Linked DNA regions of Sus scrofa: regions 2, 3 and 4 are each linked to region 1. A link is a contact called in public HiChIP or PLAC-seq data. All regions are on one chromosome and are shown on one strand. The core of a region is the stretch at or near the end of the contact, and the rest is flanking DNA. Distances in the headings are between cores, read along the strand shown. Region 1 overlaps LPP (lipoma-preferred partner). Region 2 has its middle 120 kb from the start of BCL6. Region 3 overlaps LOC106508008 (a long non-coding RNA gene). Region 4 overlaps LOC106508361 (a long non-coding RNA gene).

Region 1 (6,798 bases), core at 3,620-6,119:
GCTGCCTCCTACCGACTCACTGCTCCCACATAGAAAAAAAATTTCTAAGAGAAGCAGAAAACTAATAATGCCATCACAAGGCTGCATTTGCCAAATTCACACCTGTTCCTACAGCTCTGTGTTGGGCCTACCCAGATTTCTTCTCCAAAAACAAGAGGGACAAGCAGAGAAGTAAGACCATGAAGATGTGGTAAATGCAATCATTTCCACCCTCAGTAAGAAGTTATCTGCCAAGTGAAAGCTAATGTGTCCAAGATATATTTAAGAAAATCACAAAGAAAAATTCAAGACCAGGGTTTTTATTTTGTCTTTTAAGTACAAACCACAGAAAGTATTTGGAAGAATTAGAAACTACTTTCTGTGGGGAATTCTACAAGAACTGGAAAATCTCAGGCAGAATTAGAACCAAAGAAAACAGAAATAGTAGAGATCCCAGAGATCATCAGATTCAGCCCGGCCACTCTGACATTGAGAGAAATAGGCCAGAGAGAGTTTCACAGCTGGATGGCAGCCGTATTGGGCTGAGAACCCACATGTGCTGACTCCAAGAATAATTTCTTAGTCCTTATTCCTTGGTAGCACTGACTTGAATACCGACTCCAAATTAAACCTACATGTGACCAAAAAGAAAAGGGAAAATAAAACTGTTTCCCATGGCAGATGCTTGGAACATCCGCTTCTTTCTGAAAACGTCACAGGTCATTTTCTACAGAAGATGGAAACCAATAAGGATCCTGTTTTGTCAGTTGCGAACGCACACTTCCTAGGAATGCATTTGATGTCTGGTATTCTTCTTCCACTCCCTCTCCCTGCTTCTCTTTTGGCCATATATGGACTGAGCTCCAATGCCTGGGTCACAGAACTCAGGCCTTGGGTATGAATGCAATCTGGTTTCTGAGCTGTTTGTCTTTACTGGAAATCCGAAGAATCCATCTAGGAAACATTTACTAAAATGCAAAAGGCAGGGAGAATTGATTCACACCCTGAACTTGGACCAGAAAAAAAGATTTTTCTTTTGTTCACCCGAAGGTCTGCTAACCAGATTCTGTGGGGAAAGTGACAAGTTTAACAAATACAAGAGCATTTTTTTTTCTCAAAAAATGTGTGTGAGTGTGTGTGTGGGCATATACTCGTTCACAGGTATGTTAGGTAAAGGATAGTTCAAACGCAAGCGTTAGAAAGACAAAACTGAGACACTGTAAAAGAAAGACACCACCAACAAACCAATCAGAACATGTATTAGGCATTCATCTGTCTTGATATGACTTAGTTATCTCTTCATGCAGTGTCTGACTTTCAAACTTCACAAATTGCATTTCAGAAGCAGAAAATCTCTTTGAAAACAGGAGTAACCTGCAATTATCATTTCAATTTAAAACAAGAATTTACCAAGCATCTATAATTCCCAACAATATTTTTGAAAGAACTTATACAAAGGGAATTCAATAAGCACATTCCCCAGACATGTAAACTTAGAAAGACAAAAAGATGGGAGTAGGAAAGAAGAGCTAATTTGAGTGAGGGAGAAACCAAGGCCCTAGGAATAGAAATAACTTGCCCAATGGCACAGGATCCGTAATTTCAATGAGGAGCACATAAAATCTAAAATGAAAGTAGAAGGGACAAGGTGAAAATGTTATGGCCTCCAGAGTTCCCATTGTGGCACAGTGGAAACGAATCAGACTAGGAACCATGAGGTTGTGGATTCAATCCCTGGCCTCACTCAGTGGGTTAAAGATCTGGTGTTGCCATGAGCTGTGATGTAGGTTGCAGACACGGCTCAGATCCTACGTTGCGTGGCTGTGGTGTAGGCCAGCAGCTATAGCTCCAATTGGACCCCTAGCCTGGGAACCTCCATATGCTGCGGGTGAGGCCCTAAAAAGCAAAACAAACAAATAAACAAGATGTCATGGCCTCCAAGAGAAGAGAGGGGAAAAGGCCACCGTTAACCCATAACAATGAGCTGCACTCACTGTAGCACATGGTCACCACAAACTAGCTTTGCCATTTTCAAGAGAACATATCTTGTCTCCTTAGTGAGGACCAAGGATGGGCAGAGATCACAGCCTCTATTTGAAAGGCCTCTGGAGGCAAGTGTTCCTTGTTAGAGTGCAAGATCCACTGATTCTGCGAGGCAGCACCCTGAGCAAGTTCCTTGTCCTCTCAATATCCCAGTGACTCATCTGCAAACTGGACATGATCATTTCTACTTATACCACAGGTGAAGAGATTAAATGAGCTTTTTACAAAGTGCCTGCCTAGCAGTGTTTGACACATAAATAAGCACTTCATAGACAGTAGCTGTTAGTAGCAAATTCACTCATAATTCCTGCTACAAGGAGAAGGAATGGTTTGGTGCAATGAACTTTAGGGAGTCTAAAGTTCACATCCCTACAATTCTTCTCAACCTAACTATAAACTACAAGCCTAACTCTGATTATATATGGATTATCTCATTGAGTCTCCTTTGCCTCAGAGTTATGGTGGAATCTTAGCTGGAAAAAGCTCTTTTGGGAGTTTTCATTGTGGCACATTGGAAACGAATCCGACTAGGAACCATGAGGTTGTGGGTTCGATCCCTGGCCTCACTCAGTGGGTTAAGGTTCTGGGATTGCTGTGGCTGTGGTATATAGGCCGGCAGCTGTAGCTCCGATTTGACCCCTAGCCTCGAAAACCTCCACATGCTGCGGGTACAGCCCTGAAAAAAGACAAAAGACAAAAAAAAAAAAAAAAAGAAAGAAAGAAAGAAAGAAAGAAAAAGCTCTTTAGAAATTGTTTTGCAATGAGAAAATGTAAAGTATATCATAAAGGTCAGAAACTTCTTTGGGGAATAATTGAGTGTCATACAAATGCAGGTACTGTATAAGTATCAGTGGAGGAATACTTTTCTTATAAAAAGTAAACTCAGCTCTTTAAAAAGAAAAAGAGGGGTTTGAATACAATGTTACTCCTCTCATAAATGTTCCTGAGACAGAGGCTCTGGGAAGAAATTACTGAGATGACCACTCAATACTATATAATGAATAATAAGGAGGTGCTGACCAGGCACGTGACCAGGCCCAGGTGTGGATGGAGGCCTAGGAGCTGACAAACCCCTGAGAACAATCACTGAAAGTGAGCAGGCTAAAAGGCCTTCATCACATGGAATTTCACAGCCAGTGTAGGGAAACCAGAAGGGCCAAGTCTCCCTCTGGGCCCATCTTCCTCATCGGTACAGGTGCCACTTTCTCAACCTTAAGAGATGTCCAGAGAGGCAGAAAGCTTACAGAAGCTTGAAGCACCTCCAATACAGTGGCTTTCAAAGTGGGTTCCACAGAGGCACAGAATTTAGGACCATAACTCAGCCCTAGATGGAAGCCTATTTAACCATTTAATGACATAACAGTGCCACCATATAATTATACTTTGATTATTTTAAAGGTATCATTTACCTTTCAAAAATTTTCTTTACACCACTTTGCTTTTATGAAAAGGCTTACATTAGTATCTGTTTCATTGACCAAAAGAAAGCCAAAGAGGATATTCGTTCTTACAAAAAAAAAAAAAAATGGCAAAAAGCAAAAATAGCATTCAGAGTTTGCAGTTGCTTCTGCACTTGACTCCTTTTCAGCTCACAAAATGTGTCATAGGAACACTCTCACTTTCAGATAGCAGGGAAACCTGTACTGGGGTTTCAGATGACAATTCACAAGGGGTTTAAGAAAGAATTCCATAAACAAAAAGTTTCTGAAAAGACCAAGGCCCAATGAGTCTACTGACCAAGGTCATACAGCCAGTCAATGTCTGGACCACAAAGACATTTCTTGGACGAAGGCCTTGGAATGAGGGGCTAATGAGATACAATCAGAGAAAGTTAAAAGAGCTCCAGAGAGCATGCATTGCAATTAGAGAGGTCAGCTCGCTACCCCCAACCCCCAATAAGGCTGTAACTCTAGAAAGATTTGAGAATCAAGAGGGGAAGGATAATGGGAGCCAGAACGAATGGGTATCCCAGGTCTGGAACTTCCTTAATGTCTCTCCTCCATGCTCAGCTCTGGGTCTTCCTGCCCAGGTTAACCACCCAGGAAGAACTTGGAGGTGGGGCGCTAAAGGAGAAGAGCAAAGCTGGGAAAGAAACACACACTTTTCTTCTTTTCCCTGACTCTTCAGACAGCGCTCTGGCAAGACAGGGAAAAGGCCCTCTTGGGCGCCAGTGGACTTCAGCTTTGCATTCCTCCATCTCTCCATGGGCCAGATAGGAATAATCGGATACACGTCAACCCTAGAGTAGTCTGGTGAAATCACAGGGAAGACTCTTCAATCTGCTTAGTAACAGCAACAGAAAGTGCTAAATTAGTGAGTCAAGAAATATTTCTGGAAGAGCTATTCAACTGGAATGCTTGGAGAGCCACCCGCATTGCAATAACTCGAGCTGTCCTCATCTTTTAGAACACCCATAAGCCCAGGATTTAAAAAGGACTTCACAGCTCCAGGGGCAGCCAAATAAATAAATAAACACATAGAAGCTCTAAGTGGCTGACTGAAGTTATTAGGGAGAAAGTTATATTCTCAACAAGGATGTGATCTCTCTCTCTCTTCTCTTCCCCCACCCCCATAATTTCCCGGACCACTTTTGGTAGTGAGCAGTTTGTCATGTTTCCAAGGGAAGCGACGCAGTCTCCTGCGCAGCCGATTCCATCTAAAAAACATATCATCTGTCTCTGCGGCAGAAAGCCCAGTTGGAAGAAGCAAGTTCTGTGCGTTCAACTAGAAAACACTTCTTGTTCTCGCTGTCAAAATAATTCTGTATTAAACTTCTGGGATATGTGACTAATGTGCTTGGAACCTCTTGGAGCGACTGGTTTATTTATTTTAGGGAGGGGAGAGCTGCTGCTGCTGCTGGGGGTGGTGATAGAGAAAGAGGAGGAGGAAGAGGAAAGGAGGAGGATAAAGGACCCGGAACCTTGGAGAAGGAGCCCAGGGTCTGCTCGCATGGCTCCCAGGAGCCAGCCCTGACACACTTCATTATCAGAAGCCTGACAAGGCACCAAGCCAGGCCAGAAAAGGAAAGGCAAGACAGAGAGACAGGTAGTGAACACTTCCCAGAGCTAAGGTTGCCTCACAGTTCCTAAAAAGGCTCAGAAAGTTAAAAAGTAAAAGTAAAACGAAATACAAACACACACACACCACAGAAATCCTATCACAGCTCTTTCTAAAACACATAACTCTCCCTACTGCTAACAGGGGGGAAAAGCCCCAAACACATGATGGGGGGCATCTATCACCTCTATGATTTGACATCAATGCTTCACCTTCACATACCTTCCACACGCAGCCTGCCACTCCCCGCTTTCTGTCTTCCCCATTCCCTTTGTCTTGAAAGCACGTCTCTCTTCCTTGTTTATTGAAGTTCTAGCTATCTTTCAAGACCTTTCAACACCACACCCTCAGTGAAGCCTTCCCCAGTGGCAACAAACAGAACCTTCTGCCCTCCCTGTGTCACTGATAAGTTTACAGCAGGTCTCCAGGTGATCTTCAGGTATGAACATAACAATCTACCTACTGCCTGGCCCACCCTCCATCCCCAGAAACCAGTCTCCCCACAGCACCCACAGTGCACATGTACACACACACACACACACACACCCCAAGCCCTTGCCGTCAGAGGTCCAATTTTTCTATCTCAGCATCCCTACAAAGTAGCTTGAGGCCTGCAAACACCAAGGACACAGTCAATGCAGGTCCATCATGGAAACTGTGCCTTCCACAGCGAAGGGTCTTTAGTAGTAAACTTTCAAGAGACTTAAAAGAAAAAAAAAAAAAAAAAAAAAAGCTGAAAAATCTTCAGAAGGAAAAAGGCCAGGAATTTGCCTCTAGAGTCAGCACTTGAAAGCTGCCCTGCTCCCTTCTCAAATCCCATTGTGTGGTCAGAGTCTCCTCTCCTGCTTTGAGTCGGAAAGTGGGTAGAAATTTGGGAAACAAATGAGGAGCAGTGGCAGGAGAAGAAGTTCCCAGCAGGAAACAGATTGGGTAAATAAATCTAAAACATCATTTTTATAACTGAAGATTGAAATGTATTGCTTACTTTGTGTTTCATTTTAATGCTGCAGCCCCCCTATCCCCCAGCTTCTCACTTTAATACTTACATGTTTAAAAACAAAAGGAAGAAGGAAAGAAGGTATCTGGAGTAGAGAATAGGGCTGGGAGAGAACCAGGACAACGATGAGAGAAACAACAAGTTGGTCTGAATGCCTCTGGTCAGTTTTGGCAGGATCTCCTTCTAACTTTCTCTCTAAAGAGCTGCTTGGCAAAAAGAAGGCTTCAGAAAACAGTTTTCACTTTCCTTCTCCAAGCTCCACCTCCCTCCCCCACCTCATTTTAAAAATCAGCTCCAACCTCCTAAAGAGGAAAAGGAAAAGTGAGACCCAATTCACTCCACATTTTATACCACTTAAGGAAAACCATTTCTTGGAGAAAATGCTTTACAGTTCAGAAAATAATCTACTCTCTCACCCAGTTTCTCTCGACTTCGGCAGCTTCCATCTCATTCCTGTCTTTTTGCTTTTCTTCAACTTGGAAGTAGTTCACTGCCCTAAGAACCAGGATTATCCTTCTCTTCATTCAACATTTCTATCCCACTCTCCCTCTTGCTCTCTCTCTTCCTCCCTCTACCACACACACAATATTGTTTCTATTTTCTTGCGTTTATTAGAAGGTATTATACCCACAAAGGATAAGTCTTTATTTGTTCATTTACTCAATTTAAATATAGCTCAATAAGCACCTAGTATTAAGCACCCTACTTTCAAAGAGCCAATA
Region 2 (6,142 bases), core at 3,356-5,855, 380 kb after region 1:
CGCTACCTCAATGAAGTGATAGGCAGATTCATCTGCACTACTTAAATTGTTCTCTCATTTTCTGGAGTGCCAATATGTAAATTCCCTTAGATTCATTGCATTTTAAAGGATAGATGCAGATTTGACTCAAATCAGTCTGACTCTGAAGCCCAAGATCTTTGTACACTGCTGCCTAGAAACCACCTCTGGGAGACTAGGAAAGAGATCAGAGTTTCATGCCCACATAGTTTGGCACCTTTGACACAGGTTCAGGTCACCAGAATCAGGCCTCAGTTACAAGCTGGATGTGACAGGCCAGCTCTGGTCAGTGGCTTACCTCTGTGGGTCTAAACTTTGTTCAGGTTAAAGATACAATTACTTTTGAGCCCCTAGATAGCCCCAGCTGCCCTGCCCATGGCCTCCTCCCTTCAGGTCTTCATAGAATAGGAGGAAGGGGAGTTGAAATGTGAAAATGTGAGAAATACCAGCAGATAAGGATAAGGTTATTTCAGGCAGGTAGAATAGCCTGTATAAAGGCAGGCTAGTGTGGACCTGCAGGGAGTACTCAGGGATTGGTGACTAATGCAGAGCTATTTTTCTGGAGAAAATCACTAAATTCCTGTAATATCCAGCCAAAGACTTGATCTAGGGATAGTCATGTAGAAAGAGCAATCTGATGAGTTTTGCAATTTAACAGTAACACTCTGGAGGCAGTATGGAGACCTGTAAGTGAGGGGATGCTGAGGTCAGGAGACCTGTTAGGGTACCACTGCAGCAGAAGCAAGAGCCTACCTCTGGTTAATGTCAGGGTGTCTGAGCATGGAAATTCAGTCTTTGCACATAATCTTTACAACAGGTTTGGTACCAATATTTATGGAACTAGGCAGGCCTCCAGGGCTAATGGAGCAAATGGCCACTAAATACATGACTCAGACAGCTCTGTTCAAAGAAATCTCCACCTCCAGGGCCTCAGTGCCTGAAGTCTCCCTTTTGAAATATTTCTTTTAGATCTCAGGGACTTAGAATTGGATTAATCATAATCCTTGTTGCATGTATGGCACTTGCATTGACTTATTTAGTTAATCTAACATTTTAAGCACTTGTAAATGACCCCTCAATGTGAAAACTAGGAAAATGACAGCAGCTTGATCACACATTTCCCTGTGGTCTTTTCCTCCCCAACCCTGAGACCCTCTCCCAGGGTAACCACCATCATGCATCTTGCATTCAGCATTCCTTTGGTTTCCTTTTTAAATAATTTCATCTCATCTATATGTATTCCTTTAAAAGTTTATTTTATTAATCTAGTTATTAATATTTTACAAAGGACATCATTCACAGTTGTATATTTTTACTTTTTAATTAATATTATATTGTGAAGACTCATCTGTATTGTTGCTTGTTGTTGATTCATTTAATTTGAATATGCCATAACTTGTTCATCATTCCCTATTGATGAGAATCTTTTTTCCGGTTCATTAATATGTACAATAATGCAATGGACATTCTCACCCACATTTTCTGGTCTGCATATGCAAGTTTCTTTTAAGCATAGTCATAGGAGTAGAATTGTTGGCTTATAGAGTCCATAAAGTTCAATTTTATGTGATAATATCAAGTTATTTTTCTAAGCGGTTTTACAAATTTCCAGTTTTAGCCATGACTAATCTAACCAAAAACAGCTATGAAATTTGGTCACAAAATCACATTATCTGACAATAATGGTAATTTTACTTTCTTCTTTTCAATTGCCAAATGTCGAATTTCTTTTTCTTATTGTGCTAGAAATATTTAGCTGATACGTTAAATTGTGTTTATAGATTTTCTAATGTTAAGACTACTCTCATATACCTAAGAAAAACCCAGTGTGGCATATGATCATTTTAATGCACTATTGCATTTGGTTTACTGAAACTTTTTTTTTTTTTTGGATTTTTACACATATCAATAAGTAGCATAGCTATGTAATTATTTTTCCTTATAGCTCTTTGCTAGTTTTGGTATAAAGATTGTTATCTTCATATTATCTGATACTATTATGTCAATAGCAACTTTATTTTATTCTACTTGTCTGATTAATCATTTTTATCCTTTTATTTTTATATTTTGCATAGATGTTGCTTTAGAATGTGTCTAGTGAATAGCAAATAGCTGAAATTTATTTTTTATTTGGCAAGTTAGCTCATTTTCATATCTAGTAGTTATCTAGTAGTATAAAGTCCTATATGTTGACTACTCTACTTTATTAGTTTATTATTCCAATTTTTCACACGTTTCTCCATATTTTGTTTCTCCATATTTTGTCTTTCTTATTTATTGTTTTAAAGTTGTCTATGTTTTCTCTTATATTAGACAAAGATATTAATATACTCTGATGCTCCTTGGTCTTCTACTCCATCATATTGATGTCATCTAGATTTTTAATTCTTGGTTTTTACGGACATGTTTTTGTTTTCTTTGATTTCAGTTAATTTTTAAGACAACCACAAATTTTACAAAGATATTTTAATAACTTTTCTTCACATTTTTTTTCATCATCATTTAAATTGATTTCTATCTGTGTAAGTAGTCATTTAAAACGTTTTATATAGGTGTTTGGGTGGCAAGCACTCTGAAACTATATGTCAGAGTATTTTTTATCGTGCCTTCACATTTCAATGAAAGTTTAGCTGGAAATGAAATTCTACACTTGCATCCTTCCATATGGTTGTAAAATCTGATATTTATATTATTCTCATTCCTTTGTAAGGGATCTTCTTTCTTTTTCTCTGGACTATTTTTTAAAAACAATTTTACCTTATTTTTGTTTGATATTCTGAAATTACAACATGATTTATGTCCAGAAGTGTGATTTCCTGTCTCTCTCCTCTTTTGTTCTCTTTTTATCATTCATTAATTCCGGGGAAATTATCTCCATTATTTCTTCAAATATTTCCTCCTCTACATTTGGATCTATTTTTTTCTTTTTTCCTTTTCTCTTTCTAGGACTATGTTTGCCTTTTGTTTCTTAAATATTTTCTATTTTTAAAATAATTTTTTGTTAAGGAGAATTCCTCAAGCTTATCTCCCAGTTTACTAATTAATTCCTCAGGTAAATTCACTTTCCTAATTACCATCTATTTAGCACATTATCTCAACTATTATATGTTCATACTCAACATTTCTACTTGATTCTTTTTAGGGTTGTTTTCTTTATATATCACTAGTATCAATCCTTATTTTTAAATGTAAGAAATTAAATGAATTGTTAAAAACATATGTAAATTCTTGATCTGTCAGTTCTAATATCTCTGGTTCCTATGGAATCTATAACTCAGTTTGTTGTTTCACTTTGGAAATATTGGTACTTCTCTTTTCACCCATGGGCTTCCATTCTTCTGGGCTTCTGGGCTACTTTGTCCAGCAGTACTGATGGCAGAGGGGCTTAAAGCCAGATCTCCATTTGTGTCAGCATCAGTGTGTTCAAAGTAGAGGTTGAGGATGGAGGATGAACCTTGAAGTGGAGGATTCAAGGCATCAGAAAACCAGAGCAAATCACTCCCTACCCAAATAGCTCCTTAGATATATTTCTTTAATTTAGAATTAGCATCTAGAAGAGGAGAATGTAATCTACTAGCCCTGGGAATTTAGAATGAGAGGGTAGGGAGGCAGCCACCTGAGACCAGTCAGTCTTCATGTGTTTTTCTCACCCCCATTCAGGGAGAGGGCCTCTTCCCTGCCTTGCTTTTACACCTGAAGCACACTTGCTCAAGAAGCCAGCCCTGTCTGTCCCAAGGCAATAAGGGTGGGGCTGGAGGGGAGATGAAGATTCTAAGAAACGAGGACTCCTTTCTTGTTTGTTCTGTCACAGAAGCCTGGATATCCCTAGGATAAGGCCATTCCAGACACATGCACATGCCAAATAAAAATCGCTTCTGTCTCTCTGGGGAGTTCCTACAGCTTTCTCTGCAACTTCATGTTTTTCTTCTGTAGTTCCTCAGAAGTGATTTCAAGGGAAGGAGCTAGTGGGTCAGGCTAGTTCAACATCTTCTTAGGAAGCCTACTTGACTTTCCTTTTTAGAGGTTACACACTATCCTCCCCTTCTGCCTTCCTTTAATGCTTAAGTATACATCCCTGGGATGGCAGTACAGGGAACACTAGTGTGAGTGGGTGCACTGATTCAGTGTATCCCCTGGACTGGAAATAGAGGCCATGAGCAGAAGTCACGGCTGGGTTTGTGTTCTCATTCCATTGTTGACCTGCTATGTGACTTTAGGCAAGTCATTTCACTTCCCTGAAGTGTCCTCTTCTGAAACATGAAGTTAATAATAACATCAACTTCACTGGGTTGACATAAGAGTCAAGTGAGAAACTGGATGTGAAAGGGCTTTGTAAACGGATTTTATTGATCATCCAGAGCAGGGAAAGGAGTCTAGGGCTGGGCAAAAATTCACTTGCACAACCTCAAAATTTTACTAAGTGTTGGCTTTGCTAAAAAAGCCTGATGCAACTGAACATTCTCTTATTATAGAAAATGACGAATCTGTGTTTGATGCCAGAGTTGTCACATTCTTCCAAGAGTGCAGACTTTTATGGGCCCCTGGAAGCTCTGCCGGGGACTATTTCTGAGGACGGGAACATTGTGCCTTGTTGGCAAGGCTTGTCAAACCAAGGCCACTTGTGGTCATTGAAGAATCTGGGTCTGCCTTTGCAATGGTGGGGGCGAGGTATCAGATCCTGTCCTCTGACGTTTGCTGATCTGGATACACAGCTTCTGCTGAACTTGGTGCTTTTAGCTTCCTTGTATGGTGAGGGTCTTTTTCCAGACTTATTAGGGGAGTGAGAAGTGGGAAAAGAGGATGGAGCAAGTCCAAATCAAAGACAAGTAGCAGAGGTAGAAATGAATAAGAATAATGTGTTCTCTCTGGGAACTTATACAAGGACAAAGCTAATGAGACTTTGTTTTCAATTACTTAAAATGTAGTCTGTCATTGAAAGGATGATGTAATGACTTTAAAACAGAAAACAAGCCAGAATTCTACAACACATTCAAAGACTTGTATTTTTGCACATTCTTATCTATTTCTTGTTGTCATCATCATGCATGCATAATGTGCATTTCATGTCCTGATTTTTAAAAATTATATAATAGACATTTTTTTGAAGTTTGCTTTTTAATAGCTATGTAGTATAATTTTTGATACTGTTTTATAATTAGTAAAGCCATGTTCCTACTTTGGTACATGTGGGTTGTCCCCGATTTTTTTGTTTGTTGTTTGTGTATTTGCTTTTTTGGTATTATAGTGAATGTTGTCATAGATGTCTTTGTGCATTTTGCATATTTTGCTTTCTGTTCTTGTGGTTATTGCTGTTACCTTTGCATGAATTCCAAAATTCCTATGAATGGGATGACTAAGAAAATATGCCTGGGCATCTTTATAGCTCTTCTATACTTTTTTAAAAGTGTTAATTAATTAATTAATTTAATTTTTTTGTCTTTTTGTCTTTTCTAGGGCTGCACCCATGGCATATGGAGGTTCCCAGGCTAGGGGTCTAATTGGAGCTGTAGCCGCCATCCTACGCCACAGCCACAGCAACTCGGGATCCGAGCCGTATCTGTTTCCTACACCACAGCTCACGGGCGACGCTGGATCCTTAACCTCCTGAGCAAGGCCAGGGATGGAACCCGAAACCTCATGGTTCCTAGTCAGCGTCATTAACTACTAAGCCATTATGGGAACGCAAGTGTTAATTTAAAATGCCACTAGCCAATTTAGCAGCAGGTCTTTCAAACATTGATTGTTTGATTAAATTTATTTCTACTTTAATATATTAAAAACAGTATTTCCAATTTGTTTTCATTTGTATTTCTCTGTTTAACAGCAAAGTTTAATGTTTTCCTTGGATTTTTGGTTTTGTCTAGATCATGTTATTAAAATTATATCTATTATTTATATATATTATATATAAAATTACAAGCAGCCACACATTTCTAGAATTTATTGAAAACCCTTCAATAATGCTTCCCAAATAACTTAAGGGAGTAACTTAAATTTACATATTAATCAAACAGAAGTGTCAAACTAATTTGTCTTTCCTTTAGCTGGTTAAGTGCCTTTCATGTGTAACTCAAGTCTTGTTGAGGAATATTTTAAAGAATATTGAAAATAAGACATGGACATT
Region 3 (5,924 bases), core at 811-3,310, 470 kb after region 1:
TTAGAAATGGGGATTTTTGAGCTAAATTTTCAGCAAAGCATGAGAATAATGTAGCTCACAGCAATGCCCTCTGGTCTTTCAGAGCATCAGACATTTTTTTTAAAATCAGTCGTGTAAGAAATGGCATGACTTTTTGGATGATTAGCAATCTAGTCTAGATTTTAGCTGGTGACACTTTCTGCAGCAACTTGCCTGTTACCTGCCACATAATAGGCTTAATCACTGTCCACTGAATATAAGCAGGTATCTTCATGTACATGAATACCATGTATAATAAGGGGTGTGATTTTGGTAATTATGCATGTAAATCTATTTGGATAGATAATGAATATGCAGATGGATAGATACTGGGGCCATGGGTCAGAGAAATGCCAAAAAGAAAAGAAAAAAGGAGGAGTTCCCATCATAGTTCAGTGGTTGACGAACCGGACTAGTATCCATGAGGATGTGGGTTCAATCCCTGGCCTTGCGCAGTGGGTTAAGGATCCATCATTGCCATAAGCTGCAGTGTAGGTCATAGATGCGGCTTGGAACCCGCATTACTGTGGCTGTGGCATACGCTGGTGGCCGCAGCTCCCATTCGACCCCTAGCCTGCATGCCTCAGGTGCATCTCTTAAAAAAAAAAAAAGAAAGAAAGAAAAGAAAAATGTACTAGAAAGTGTATTTAGCACCTACTAGGTCCTGGGGGAAGGAAATGGAAGGTGAGTCTCTTTGCACGGGCCTCAGATAACCATAAATAACATAGGCAGATGATTTTAAAGAAGCCATTTTTGTAGGTAAGGACTACTTGGATTTGGAGGCAAAGGAGGACCATTTTCTTTTTGGTGTGAAACACCGAGAATGTTAGGGATGAAAGAGGCCTGGGGCAGCCTGTGGACTTAGACATCTTAGATTGTAAAACTGAGCTGTGTAAAGAAGGGTTCCACAGGGATTCACAGACTTTAAAAAACATAAAAACAACCCCCTTCCCAAGCCACCCCTCTTTTCTGAAGGTGCTACGGAAACCTTGAAAAATGGGTCTTTGCAAGGAAGCAGAAAACCTGGTGAGATGGTGTAAGGTCAAGAGCATGGGCTCTGAACTCAGCCAGGGTTTAAATCTCCCTCATCTGCTTTTTAGCTCTTGGATCTGAGGGAGACTACTTCCATTTGGAAACTCTGAGCCTCGACTTCTGAAATGCAGACTCTGCCTATGTCTCTCTTCATTATGAGTTTAGATTATATCACAAGGGGTTCAGCAAAGCTCTGTCTCTCATTCCTCCCCACACCCACAAAGCCCTCCTCAGCCTCTGTCTTTCTCTGCACCCTTGGTCGGAAGCACTTGCTGCTTTCTCCCTTCTCATCTACCACATTCAGGTGTTGGATCAGATGATTTCCAAATTTCTGTTACATGAGTCTAACTGTCTGGTCCTACTTTTTACCAGATGGCTGGGCTAGCTGGATAGGATATCAAACAGTCTATTTTCTATACATTTATGTTAATGAGCCATTTACTGAGCTTTACCACATTTAATCCTCAAAAGAATACCTGTAAGGTAGCAGTTGCTTTCCCCCTTTATAAATCAGCAAACCAAGCCAAAAGGCATGGAGAGAAATCATCCTAGACCTATGGTTTGGGGGCAGGCTTGCAGAGGAGACTCTTTTGAAAGGCTTAACAATAGCACAAGAAAATGAGGCCTTTCATTATACCCGTGGCCTTGAAAATCAAGTGGAAACTTCCCAGTTTTCACTCCATCCATCGCCCCTCCTCTTGCACTAAATGCTTTAGTCATCTTCTCTTTCTTTTTTGTTGTCTTTTTCCTGTGTTGCCATTCCAGGCTGAGGTCATGACTCTCCTAAGAGCCTTAATCAAATCTGGAAGGCAACAGGGCTGAACACAGGATCTTTCCTACCTGACTCCTGGACTGAACAAGTGCAAAGAAAGCTGATGTTGGGAATCCAGCTCTTGCTGCCTGCGGCTGTGGGGCTGGCTATGAATTTTTACCAGCTCTTGCCTGATCATCTTTCTTTGGCCTTTGACATACTTGTCACTGGATCCGTGGTAAAGCCAGTCTTTCTCTCTAGCCACTAATTTGTATTTCCCCCAGAGAGCCTAGAACTATGCCCTACCCAGCGGGTACTCACTGTACTGGAGGTGGTGTCGCCAACCAACACAGCCCCAGATTACATTAAGTATTTCAGCAATTGCAATGAATTTCTGGCCAGCCTTGATGGTTTGGTCAGCTTCAGTCCCAGCCTTGCCCCTCAGAGATTGACAAAGCCCAGTTTCAACTAATTCTTAATAATGCAATTAAATTTTTGGAAACTGAGCTGGGTTTCATATTTAAATGGTGACTTTCACCACACAGGAGAGGTTGGCCAAATGCAGGAGGAACTGGAAGATTTTTGCAAAGAGATGAATTTGGATTTTCCATTTTTAGAAAAGCTGCATATGCTCATGTGCAGGTAACACTCCAGGCTCAGGGGTTCCCAAGGGCCAAAAGAGTGGGTAAAGCATGAACCCCTAAACCAGCATGCCTCATAGGGAATCATCAGTATCCTCAAAAAGAAAACTAATATTAGTAGTAGAATCTAATGGTAGATATGAATTTTGTTTAAATATTCTTTATATTTTTACATTTTCACAATAAAATATTTGGGAAAAAAAGAAAAGATTTGGAAAGATTTCATGGATGGAACTAGAGACTCTCATACTAAGTGAAGCAAATCAGAAAGAGAAAGACAAATACCATATGACATCACTTTTATCTGGAATCTAATATATGGCACAAATGAACCTTTCCACAGAAAAGAAAATCATGGACTTGGAGAATAGACTCCTGGTTGCCAAGGGGGAGGGGGAGGGAGTGGGATGGATTAGGAGTTTAGGATTAATAGATGCAGACTATTGCCTTTGGAATGGACAAGCAGTGAGACCCTGCTGTGTAGCACTGGGAACTGTATCTAGTCATTTATGATGGAGCATGATAATGTGAGAAAAAAGAATCTATACATGTATGTGTAACTGGGTCACTCATGCTGTACAGTAGAAAACTGACAAAGCACTGTAAACCAGCTATAATAAAAAAAATCATTATGTAAAAAAGAAAGAAGAAAAAAGAAAAGTAGGGGCAGAATTAAAACGTTTCTGCTTTTGAAATGCAACAACACTTACCTCTCAGGGCCATTGCAAGGATGGCATTAGGGCATATGCGGAAGGGCTTGCTCAGGGTCTTGCTCAGAACAGGGAGCAATGAATGTATTTATTAACACCACAGCATGGGAAAAGGCACCACTCTGAAGTTAAACGACTGCATCTTGAACTTCATGCTGCAGCTCACTAGCCCAGCTGGTGCCTTTCCATCCCGGGTCCCAGTCTCCTCATCTTTCTAATTGGAATAATAATCACAGCATATTTCTCAGGGTCACAAGGAGAAGCATGTTAGAGAACTGTTGAGAAAGTTCTTTGCAAACTAGAAAGCTCTCTAGGCAAAATAAAACATTATGAGATGTATACCTAACTTCTGTGCCCTTGTTTCAGCTCTTCTCTCTGCCTGAAACGCCCTCCTTCCCCACACCCTCTCTTCCTAACCTGGCTATTGAAGGCCTAACTTTCATTTATAAGGCAGGAGAACATAATGGCTGAGAGCAAAGCCTTACCTGGCTGGGTTCAAATTCCCACTTCTGTTTGTTAGCTCTTTGACCTTAGGTCAGTTACGTTCTGTGCTTCAGTGTTCCATCTATAAAATGAGGATAACAGCACCATGAATTCCATAAGATAGTGGTGAGGATTAAATAAGTGCACACATGCAAAGTACCTAGAACAGTATGTACTAAGCCCCTATATGTGTCAGCTCATTATTTCAGAGCTTACTTTATTATTTTGATGTTTATTTCAAGGGCACAGTCACTATATTACAAAATTTTTTATCATGACTTCAAACTCTACCTCCCCCAGAAACGTTTTTAGATGTCTTAGTTTGAAGCAATTGTTTCCATATTTAAATGCTCTATTTGTTGTAGCTCAGTGATTGCCCTTTTCATTGCTGGTGTCCCGTATCTTGCTCTCCTGCGCTGTCCTTACAGCCCTGAGTGACCCTGAGGCTTCTCCTTTTCCCTCTGTACATGTGGTTGGTGCACATTACATATCTTTTGAATTGGATGGAAGATATGCAAATATATACAGATGAGTTAGCCTAAATACACTGGACAGTAGCTAATAGCAACATTTATATAATACCAGTATTTTAAAGACCAAACACAACTGCAACATTTAGCACCATACCTGACCCAGAGTATGTGCTCTGTAATTGTATTTACTTGGAAGGATGGAAAGATAACTAAAAGTGCATTAAGTCCAATGAAAAGTTTATTGGGTCTCTCTTATTCAAAACATCTATTAGATGAGTAAGTTACTTCTCATAGGTGCCAGGGAGAGATTAAGATACATACCAAGGAAAGTAAAAGTAGCTCTTGACCTTTAGGCATTCACACTGGAGAGGAAACACTGTCCAGTTACTAAATAATTACAAGGGCCCCAGCCGCTAAGCTATGTAGGACATTGCTGCAGAGAAGTTGCCTTCAGCAGTTCAGTTCCCTCTCTAAGGTGTGTGGGCCCCCTCGATAGCAAACTGCCCAGTTGTGTTCACTGAGCTGACTGCAGCTTCTTTGCAATATGTAGGAAACCAGCAGAGAAGGTTTCTAGTTGCTGAATGGAAGAGGGAGCAAGTCAGTTATAAGGATGTGGGGGTTTACTGACTGCATACATAAAATATAAAACGAGGAGTTCCAGTCATGGTATGGGAGAAATGAACCTGACTAGGAACCAGGAGGTTGCAGGTTCGATCCCTGGCTTTGCTCAGTGGGTTAAAGATCCGATGTTGCCTTGAGCTGTGGTGTAGGTCACAGACATAGCTCAGATCCTGCGTTGCTGTGGCTGTGGCAGAGGCCGGTGGCTACAGCTCTGATTGGACCCCTAGCCTGGGAACCTTTATATGCCACAAGTGCAGGCTTAAAAAGAAAAAAAAAAGTGTATAGTGTGTATATATATGTGTGTGTGTGTGTATATATATATATATATATATAAAGAGAGACATGACACCATGAGTCACACTTACAGAATCATATCTCACGCAGATTTCTCAGTCTCAACCATTTTGATGTCAAATGTTGACAAAACATTGTAAAATCAAAAAAAAAAAAAAAGTGCTGGCCCTAAAGGGATATCTAGTTTCCTTTCAACTCCACTTCCACCAATGGCTTTACTTTGGCTGTCGATTTTGCTATCAATTGAGAAACGAGTTTGGCGTGGAGGATTTCTTAGGTTCATTCTACCTTTAGGGTTTTTATTTTATTTTTCAACACCTGGTCTGATATGAAAACCAATCTTTTCCTCTTGCTTCAAATACTACCTCTATTTTGATAAATCCCAAATTGATATCGCCAAACCAGACATCTCTTCTGAGATCAGGTCCTGAATATCCAACTGCCTACTTTGACACCTTCCTCAGAGACATCTCAAACACACCACGATCAAAAGTGAGCTCTTGATTGCTGGCAAGCTCCTCCTCTGCAATGTTTCTAACTAAGTAAATAGAAACACATCTCCCTAATTGCCTAAACCGGAAACTTGGGATTCATTCTTGATACCCGTCTCTCCTTCACCACCCACTCCTGCTCATCCAGTCTTTCTTTTGATCTTGTCAGTTTGCCTTCCAAGCGTGTCTTAAACCTTTCCAAACACCTCCCCACTGACACTGCTACCTCCTCAGTCCCAGTCACCTTCATCTCTCAGCAGGACTCCTTCCACAGCTTCTTCAACAATCTCTTCATGGAATGGAGCTCCCTGGTGGCTCTGTGGGTTAAGGGTCTGGCATTGTCGCTGCTGTGGTTTGGGTTATGGCTGTGGCTTGATTTCAATCCCTGACCCAGGAGCGTCTGCATGCCG
Region 4 (6,701 bases), core at 3,578-6,077, 340 kb after region 1:
ATGTAGGTCATATGACTTTTTTGTGTGTGAAGCATAATGCAAGAGGGACGCAGCAGACAATTCAAAACTCATGAAAAACTGCCACTGGCTTGAGCCTTCCTAATATTTATCAAAGGCTTTCAATAATGATTTTGTTTTCATCTGGGAATTAGAATGCCACCTTCTATTCCTGAACACACGATTTTTCTCCACAGGGGAAATTCACTTAGTTTAAAAATGGATTTCACTATCTGGTTAACTCTTAACGATTCCTGTTAAAGGACAGAAGAATGGTGACCATAAAAATTTATTCAATGAACAAATATTTAAAATAATATGATTGGTAATTAAAAAAATCAGATTAGTATCAGAGGAATATTTTCCTCGAGGCTGATCATTACCTAAGCGAACATAAACCAAACTCCTCACCGTTTAAGGCTAACGTGATTAGGAAGTTGCTTGCCTATCTGACAATCTCCCAAGTGCCCCCCTTTATATGCTTTGTTCCACCAAGGCTTATATGTCTGTGCCTCTGTGTTCCTTTATTTTTCTTGTATTTGCTTTCTTTCATCTCTCTTCTTGGCACTCCCTTCCTGGGCATCTCTGCATGTTTGAGTCTATTCTGAAATCTATTGCTCAAAAGCAGTCACCTCTAAGAATCTTTCCTTCTGTTCCTCCCCAAGCTCTTTTCTTTCTTTTCTTTCTCTCTCTCTCTCTTTTTTTTTTTAAGGAGGTGATCCTAGCTTCCTCTGCATTATACTTGCTAATGTCTATTTTATCCCATTTTGTTAGGCTGTAAACTCTTTGAGAGCAGGGCAAGTGTAATGTCTGAGGCACTCTGAACCCCCAAAGCATCTAATACTGAAGAGCATATACAACAGGCATTGTAAAATATATCTCTGCAAAGTGTTGACTTAGTGTATAAACTTGGCTTGGATTGCACTAATGGTGATTTGTGGAGCGATTATGTATAGCTACTGTACTAAGCATTATCTCATTTGAACATCACCGGTAAACCCATGAAGCTATTGTTATTGTATCACCTTCCACAGCTGAAAAAACTAAAGCTCAAGGGAGTTTTATACTGTCACGAAGCTGACAGAACGAAGGCCAGATTCAAACTCAGATCTGCCTGGCCCAGTGGTTTGCTGGGAGCTGACTTGTTCTAGCTCACAAGAGATGATTGTTAAATTATCAGGAATTTGGAGAACTGGTTAAAAGCACAGCTCTTATTAAAAATTGTGTGATTGAGTCACTTTGCTGTACAATAGAAATTGAAGAAATATTGTAAGTCAACTATACTTTAATAAAAAAATTGTCTTGTAAACATAAAAATAAATTAAAAACAATGGTAGGAAATACTCAAAACTCATCACTTCCTATTTATTTTATGAAGTTTTATTATCATATATGTCCTTGAAGTTATTAATATTGCTGTATCCATATATTAGAACCTTTTCCAAACTCCACATTCAGCAATGTTGCACTGGTAGCTTGAAAGTGGCCATGGAGGACCATTTATACTGAGAATATTGGAAAATATGACAAATGAGAGCTTCCTCTCCCCGTACGCCTCCCACTTAGAGCCAGTTGTTAAACATTTACCAGCACACAACTGGTCTGGCCCCAAGGTCAGACAAAGATGTGAATAAGTAATAGACTTTGGGTCCAAGACTCATATAGAGTCCTCTGTTTCTGGGCTTAACTTTCACCCAGTAGGACTTAGCTTTGGACCATCAAAGATAAGCTGCTTCCTGATGACACCAAATTGACATTGGCATGGCCCCTTTAGGCTTCAGGGTTGGAATCAAAGTAACTCTTAGTAGCTATATTTTGCCTACACCCATATATCCTAAACCACTGACACAAATTTAATTATGCTTTTCATCACACCCTGGAACACATAATGAATCTCTGGGAGAGTAAAACAGGAATTCCAAAGTATGGGTATAAATTTATTTTCCCCAATTTACATGAGTGGAATAACCTACCGTTTTATCTACATATCCTCAGAAGCTAGATTTCACGTACACTGTTGCCATGCTATGTATCTTACAGTGGTTCTCATGAAATGAGATCTGAACTTTGAACCAGAGTTTACCGGTTTACATACTAATTCTTTAGCTCAAGAACAGGTGTGTTAGCATCACCGGGCCTCAATTTCCTCATCTGTCCAAGGAGAAACTTGGCTTAGATGACCTTAAAGATCCTTCTGGCTCTGTTTCTAAATGATGCTGCTGGACAACTCTCTCTTCAATGGCTCAGTTTGTGCATCTGTAAACAACGGGGAGCGGGGGGTGGGGTTGAGTTGAACCAGGAAGTTCCTAATGTCCTTTGCAGCTCTGTCAGCTTGTGGATCGGCATGAAAAGGTCCGACTTCCAACTAAGGGCAATCTCCTCAGTGCCCATCAAAAGCAGCACATCTAACTTAGCACCGGAAGAATGCCAGCGGACCTGCTTGACACCCAGACCTCAGGTGTAGAGAGAGATCTTGGAGATGGAGTTGCTTTTTTGGCCAGGAACCCTAGCTGCCGCTGGGCCAGGCTGCCACAGCCCTCAAAACAAAGGGAAATGCGTAGGCGAAGGGAGCGCCTCTGCTGTTTTCTTTTAGATGGTCTAGAAGACTAAAGAAGTGAGGGCGAAATATCTGTACAGTGGTTTAGATTTGACACTCCCGCTGGGTCTGCAGGGAGGAGGGTGGGGGCGAGGGAGGCTCAAGACGTAAGAGGGGTGTCACTTTCTGTTGGACTGGGGAGACGAGGTGGTGGTGAGAAGGAAGGAGAGGGCTAGGCGGGAGCTGCTGCTGCGGTTCTCAGGGTGAGCCCAGCGCCGGCAGTCAGCTAGCACGTCTCGGTCCCTGCCCTTACTTGTTGACCCTGAACCTACAGCTCATTTGTATCTCTACGGAAAATCAAAAAGTGTTCATAACCCCTCATCTACATGTTCATCCTCATCCTCCCCCACACAACCCCTTATGCTTTTCAGGTTACGAGCCCTTTGACATCTTAAAAATCTCATCCGACCCACAAGACATCTCAGTGAAATAGGTGTTATTACTCGGACTTTTCAGAGGAAGAATCGGACCTTCAGAAAAGGAACTGAGGTTGTTCACATCACCTGTGTGTGGAGCTGAGACTGCAACAGAGCCTATTCTTCTGACTTTAAGATGAGTGCATGCCTCCAGCTCCCAAATGGCCACAAGGGTTGGAGTAAAAGTAATTCTTGACGTCAAGCTATTAGCTGAACTGACATGTTTCTGAGCGGCTGCTCGCCTGAGGACTCACAGAACCACTCTAAGGAAAGGAGGAGTCAATGCATTCCTAGACTCACTGAATCCAGGAAGTGGACAGAACCCTCACATTCTCTGGCCCACACCTTCAATATTCAGATGGGGGGAAACGCAGCCTACAGAGGAATATGGCACATCCAAAATCAGGTACTGAGTCAGGATCAAGGCTGGGACTTCACCCACTTGTCATTGTCATCTGCACAGACATACTCACTTCTGCTGGCTTTTTAGCCACCAGCAATATTATGAGATCGTAACTACTCTAAAAGCCTCAACGTCACTGTGAGGCAATGTAACATTTTCCACCAGCATGGACAGGGACAGAAGAACCATGGATGGAGGGAGGCCAGTATGCTCCCATCTCAGCTGTCATTTTGCATTTGATCCCTTCTGTGCCAGCAACTGGATTTATTGCTGGTTAGAACAGTGACTCACGGTCCTTTGACGCCAACCAACTAATTTATCCTGCTATGCTTAGTAGGTACAAATGTTTAGCATGTGGTCAAAAATAGAGATCCCTCACCCTCCACCCCGTCATCCCGGCCCTTAACTCTTGCTTGAGCTAAGGACTTTCTCAAACCCACGTCAAACTTTTGCCTCAAATGTAATTGGCTTTATTTTAGGTATCACTGACTTGTAACCCAGTCATGAAGGCTAGCAAAATATAAAAGGCAAGACTCTCACCTAGGAGTTCCCTGCCCCAAGTCTATCCTCACTTCTTTTTTAAAACTGATTTGTCACCTTTGGCAACTCATTTCTTCTCTCTGAGCCACATTATCCCCAAATGAGAGGGTTAAATTGGGTGAGTTTTGGTGGATTGTCTATTTTAAGGAGGTTCTTATAAGATTATGCTTTTATCAGAGGCATCTTGCTACATCTCAGGTTTTCTCTATCATCCTGATATGCTTTGGGGATGAGGCTCTGTTCTCAATGGAGTTCTGCTCTATTTCTAAAATGATGAGGAGCTCCTTGAAAGCTAAGAACGATGTCAGTTTAACCTGGGTGAAATTAACTTCAGGATTAGCAATGGGGGCACAACAAACTTCAGAACTTGACATGATTTAAGTTTTCTCTCTTGCATTACAGTATTTCTTTTGAAACCTACTTCCCAGGCCAAATGGACAGGGCACCCACTGTAAGCATCTAAGAAGTGAAAATGAATTCAGAGGAAAACCCTACAGGGCTAAAAATAAATGAGGTGTTTTATTTTAAAAGTCACAGATAGCTTTGACTCTGGAGAGCTGGCTGTGTATTGATTTTTCTAACATGACTGTGAGAACTTGGGTCTGAAACTTGAGTCTCTCCATCTACTTATTCAGCTAGTATTTCTTAAGTGCCTGTGTAGTGCCAGGCAGTTTGCTATGGCTGTGGGAAAACAGCCATAATATTAATACTACCCTGATCCTAAAAAACTTAAACTCTTCCAGAGATGATTTGGCAGGTGCCCAGATCATTAGGTTTTTGTTTGTTTTGCTTTTCAGGGCCGTACCTGTGGCATATGAAGTTCCCAGACTAGGGGTCGAATTGGAGCTACAGCTGCCAGCCTACAGCACAACCACAGCAACTCGGGATCCGAGACTTGTCTGTGACCTACATCACAGCTCACGGCAATGCCGGTTCCTTTAACCCATTGAGCGAGGCCAGAGATCACACCTTCATCCTCATGGATACTAGTGGGGTTGGTAACCTGCTGAGCCACGACGAAACTCCCGGGATCACTGTAGTTTAAGGCAGTGGCTTCAACACCAGGAGAAATCTTGGGGCTTCAGAGGAGGGTAACATTCTGTTTCCCTGACGGTGCTTCCCAGAGAGAGTGGCATCCTCAGTCTTGATGGGGATCAGCAAGATTTTAATTCAGTGTCAATAAGCCAGAGATGGGGGAGCTTGCCTCTTTGTGATTCTTTTTTTTTTTTCCTTTCATCTATAGAATGTGATAATAATAGTATCAGCCTCATAGACTTGTGAGTAATATGTGATTTCATATGTATTAAAGCTCTTAGAAAAGTTCCTGGAACATTGTAAGTGCTCAAAAACATTAATCATTATTTTTATTCTTAGCATCAGAGTAAAATTACCCTCAAAGTTTCTTACAGTCTCAAGAGCGAGATCCATGGAGGGAAGCCCCGTACCCATTGACTTTCTTCTAGGTTACAGTAAAGCCCCTCTGGTCTTCGCAGGTGTCTAGGGTGCAACTCACAACTGTACTGTCACTTTCTCCATCTCCCCCAACTTGTCTTTCTCTGTCTTTCAACCTCTAACACACACACACACACACACACACACACACACACACACGCACACATGCATGCACACACAAAAAGTGCTTCTCTCTGTAGGAGCTGGACTGTTTATCAAAAGCTCCAGGTGTAGGAGTGTTTCAAGTGATTTTTGGAAACTGATATAATTTCAGAGATAATAGGCATCAAGACTGTGGGTGTGAAATACAAACAATAGGTGAGTTCATATCGACATCTTTACATTGAGGAGAGGTGGGTTTTCCTTTTGATTGCTTTTTTTTTTTTTTTTTTCTTTTCCAAAAGCATCGTCATTTATTTGGTTTGACAACAATCTTTCCTCTGGAAATTAGACATCAAGACATACAACACAGGGGTGTAGCTGATTAATTGTAAGAAGGACTCAATCTCTTTTGAGCATGGCTTGGTCCTCCTTCAGGCATGGCAGCCTACAAAAATGAATTTGATATGAGTCATTTATTTTACATAAACCAAAGAGGTTACCCCTAAGATGAACTGTCTGGCTTACTGTTCCCCACCCCCACCGAGTCCCACACACCATCGCAGGAAGGCATTAGCAGTTTCAAAACTTGAACTTTCTCTCAAACATTTCTTTACTTGAACCAAGCAGAATTTCTACATTAAAAAAATAATTGTCACTGTGCCAGTTGTATTGAATGATTATGGACATGTTGTCCTTTCAGTTGAGATAATATTTCTCACTTACCATCTCTGTGGCAAATAGTGGAGAGAGGTTTGTGCTCCTGGATCCAGCTGTGGGTTTTTCTTTTTTTTTTTTTCTTCTCTCTGGTCACACTGAAAATGGACAAGTGATTGTGAGAGGCCGACCAAGATTTCTTGGTACCCCAGGATTAGGGTTGTTGCAGCTCATTTGTTCACCCCACACCTCTTCTGTTTTACAGATGGAAAGACTGAGGGCCAAAGAGAGAAAGTGACTTGCTGAAGGTCACGGAGGGGTTAGAATCTAGGTTTTCTGAATCGCAGTCCTGGCTTCTAATAATAGAACAAAAGATTAAAACACTAGCCTATAACCACAGTGCTCTTATAAAATGTAGTGATATGATACAATAATATCTGGCTTGAAATGGTTGTTATGGGCATAAATAAGATAATGAATGTAAAATCTTCATACAAAATCTTAAAACACAACCTAGGTGTTTGATAAAGACTGTAGAACA

What was found. HiChIP or PLAC-seq counts read pairs in DNA pulled down with a chosen protein or histone mark.
Region 2: an H3K27ac HiChIP or PLAC-seq map of skeletal muscle shows a contact between it and region 1. The contact joins two enhancer-like sites. A contact is called at or near these places in 2 of 2 datasets of contacts at active chromatin or transcription factors (alveolar macrophages and skeletal muscle).
Region 3: an H3K27ac HiChIP or PLAC-seq map of skeletal muscle shows a contact between it and region 1. The contact joins two enhancer-like sites. A contact is called at or near these places in 3 of 5 promoter capture datasets (fetal liver, liver and skeletal muscle), 9 of 47 Hi-C or Micro-C datasets (embryonic fibroblasts, epiblast stem cells, fetal skeletal muscle and 4 more) and 1 of 2 datasets of contacts at active chromatin or transcription factors (skeletal muscle).
Region 4: an H3K27ac HiChIP or PLAC-seq map of skeletal muscle shows a contact between it and region 1. The contact joins two enhancer-like sites. A contact is called at or near these places in 1 of 5 promoter capture datasets (liver), 3 of 47 Hi-C or Micro-C datasets (embryonic fibroblasts, psoas muscle and skeletal muscle) and 1 of 2 datasets of contacts at active chromatin or transcription factors (skeletal muscle).

What each region holds. Positions count from the first base shown.
Region 1 is chr13:125,889,487-125,896,284 of Sscrofa11.1, reverse strand. All of the region lies in intron 2 of LPP (lipoma-preferred partner), which reads right to left. Among named protein-coding and RNA genes, the nearest start is that of LPP, 110 kb to the right of the region's middle. Within about 2 kb of position 4,869, at least 39 of the 83 cell types and tissues checked have an H3K27ac peak or open chromatin away from gene starts, as enhancers often do. A contact at or near this core is called in skeletal muscle, where this site is marked.
Region 2 is chr13:125,511,359-125,517,500 of Sscrofa11.1, reverse strand. No RefSeq gene overlaps it. Among named protein-coding and RNA genes, the nearest start is that of BCL6, 120 kb to the right of the region's middle. Within about 2 kb of position 4,605, at least 5 of the 83 cell types and tissues checked have an H3K27ac peak or open chromatin away from gene starts, as enhancers often do. A contact at or near this core is called in skeletal muscle, where this site is marked.
Region 3 is chr13:125,415,822-125,421,745 of Sscrofa11.1, reverse strand. LOC106508008 (a long non-coding RNA gene) reads right to left here. Exons shown (of 5, transcript XR_002337803.1): 3 at 3,638-3,717. Among named protein-coding and RNA genes, the nearest start is that of BCL6, 29 kb to the right of the region's middle. Within about 2 kb of position 2,060, at least 2 of the 83 cell types and tissues checked have an H3K27ac peak or open chromatin away from gene starts, as enhancers often do. A contact at or near this core is called in skeletal muscle, where this site is marked.
Region 4 is chr13:125,553,982-125,560,682 of Sscrofa11.1, reverse strand. It overlaps LOC106508361 (a long non-coding RNA gene), which reads right to left. Exons shown (of 2, transcript XR_001304512.2): 1 at 6,230-6,701; 2 at 5,748-5,951. It overlaps LOC110256388 (a long non-coding RNA gene), which reads left to right. Exons shown (of 2, transcript XR_002337801.1): 2 at 2,965-4,485. Among named protein-coding and RNA genes, the nearest start is that of BCL6, 170 kb to the right of the region's middle. Within about 2 kb of position 4,827, at least 3 of the 83 cell types and tissues checked have an H3K27ac peak or open chromatin away from gene starts, as enhancers often do. A contact at or near this core is called in skeletal muscle, where this site is marked.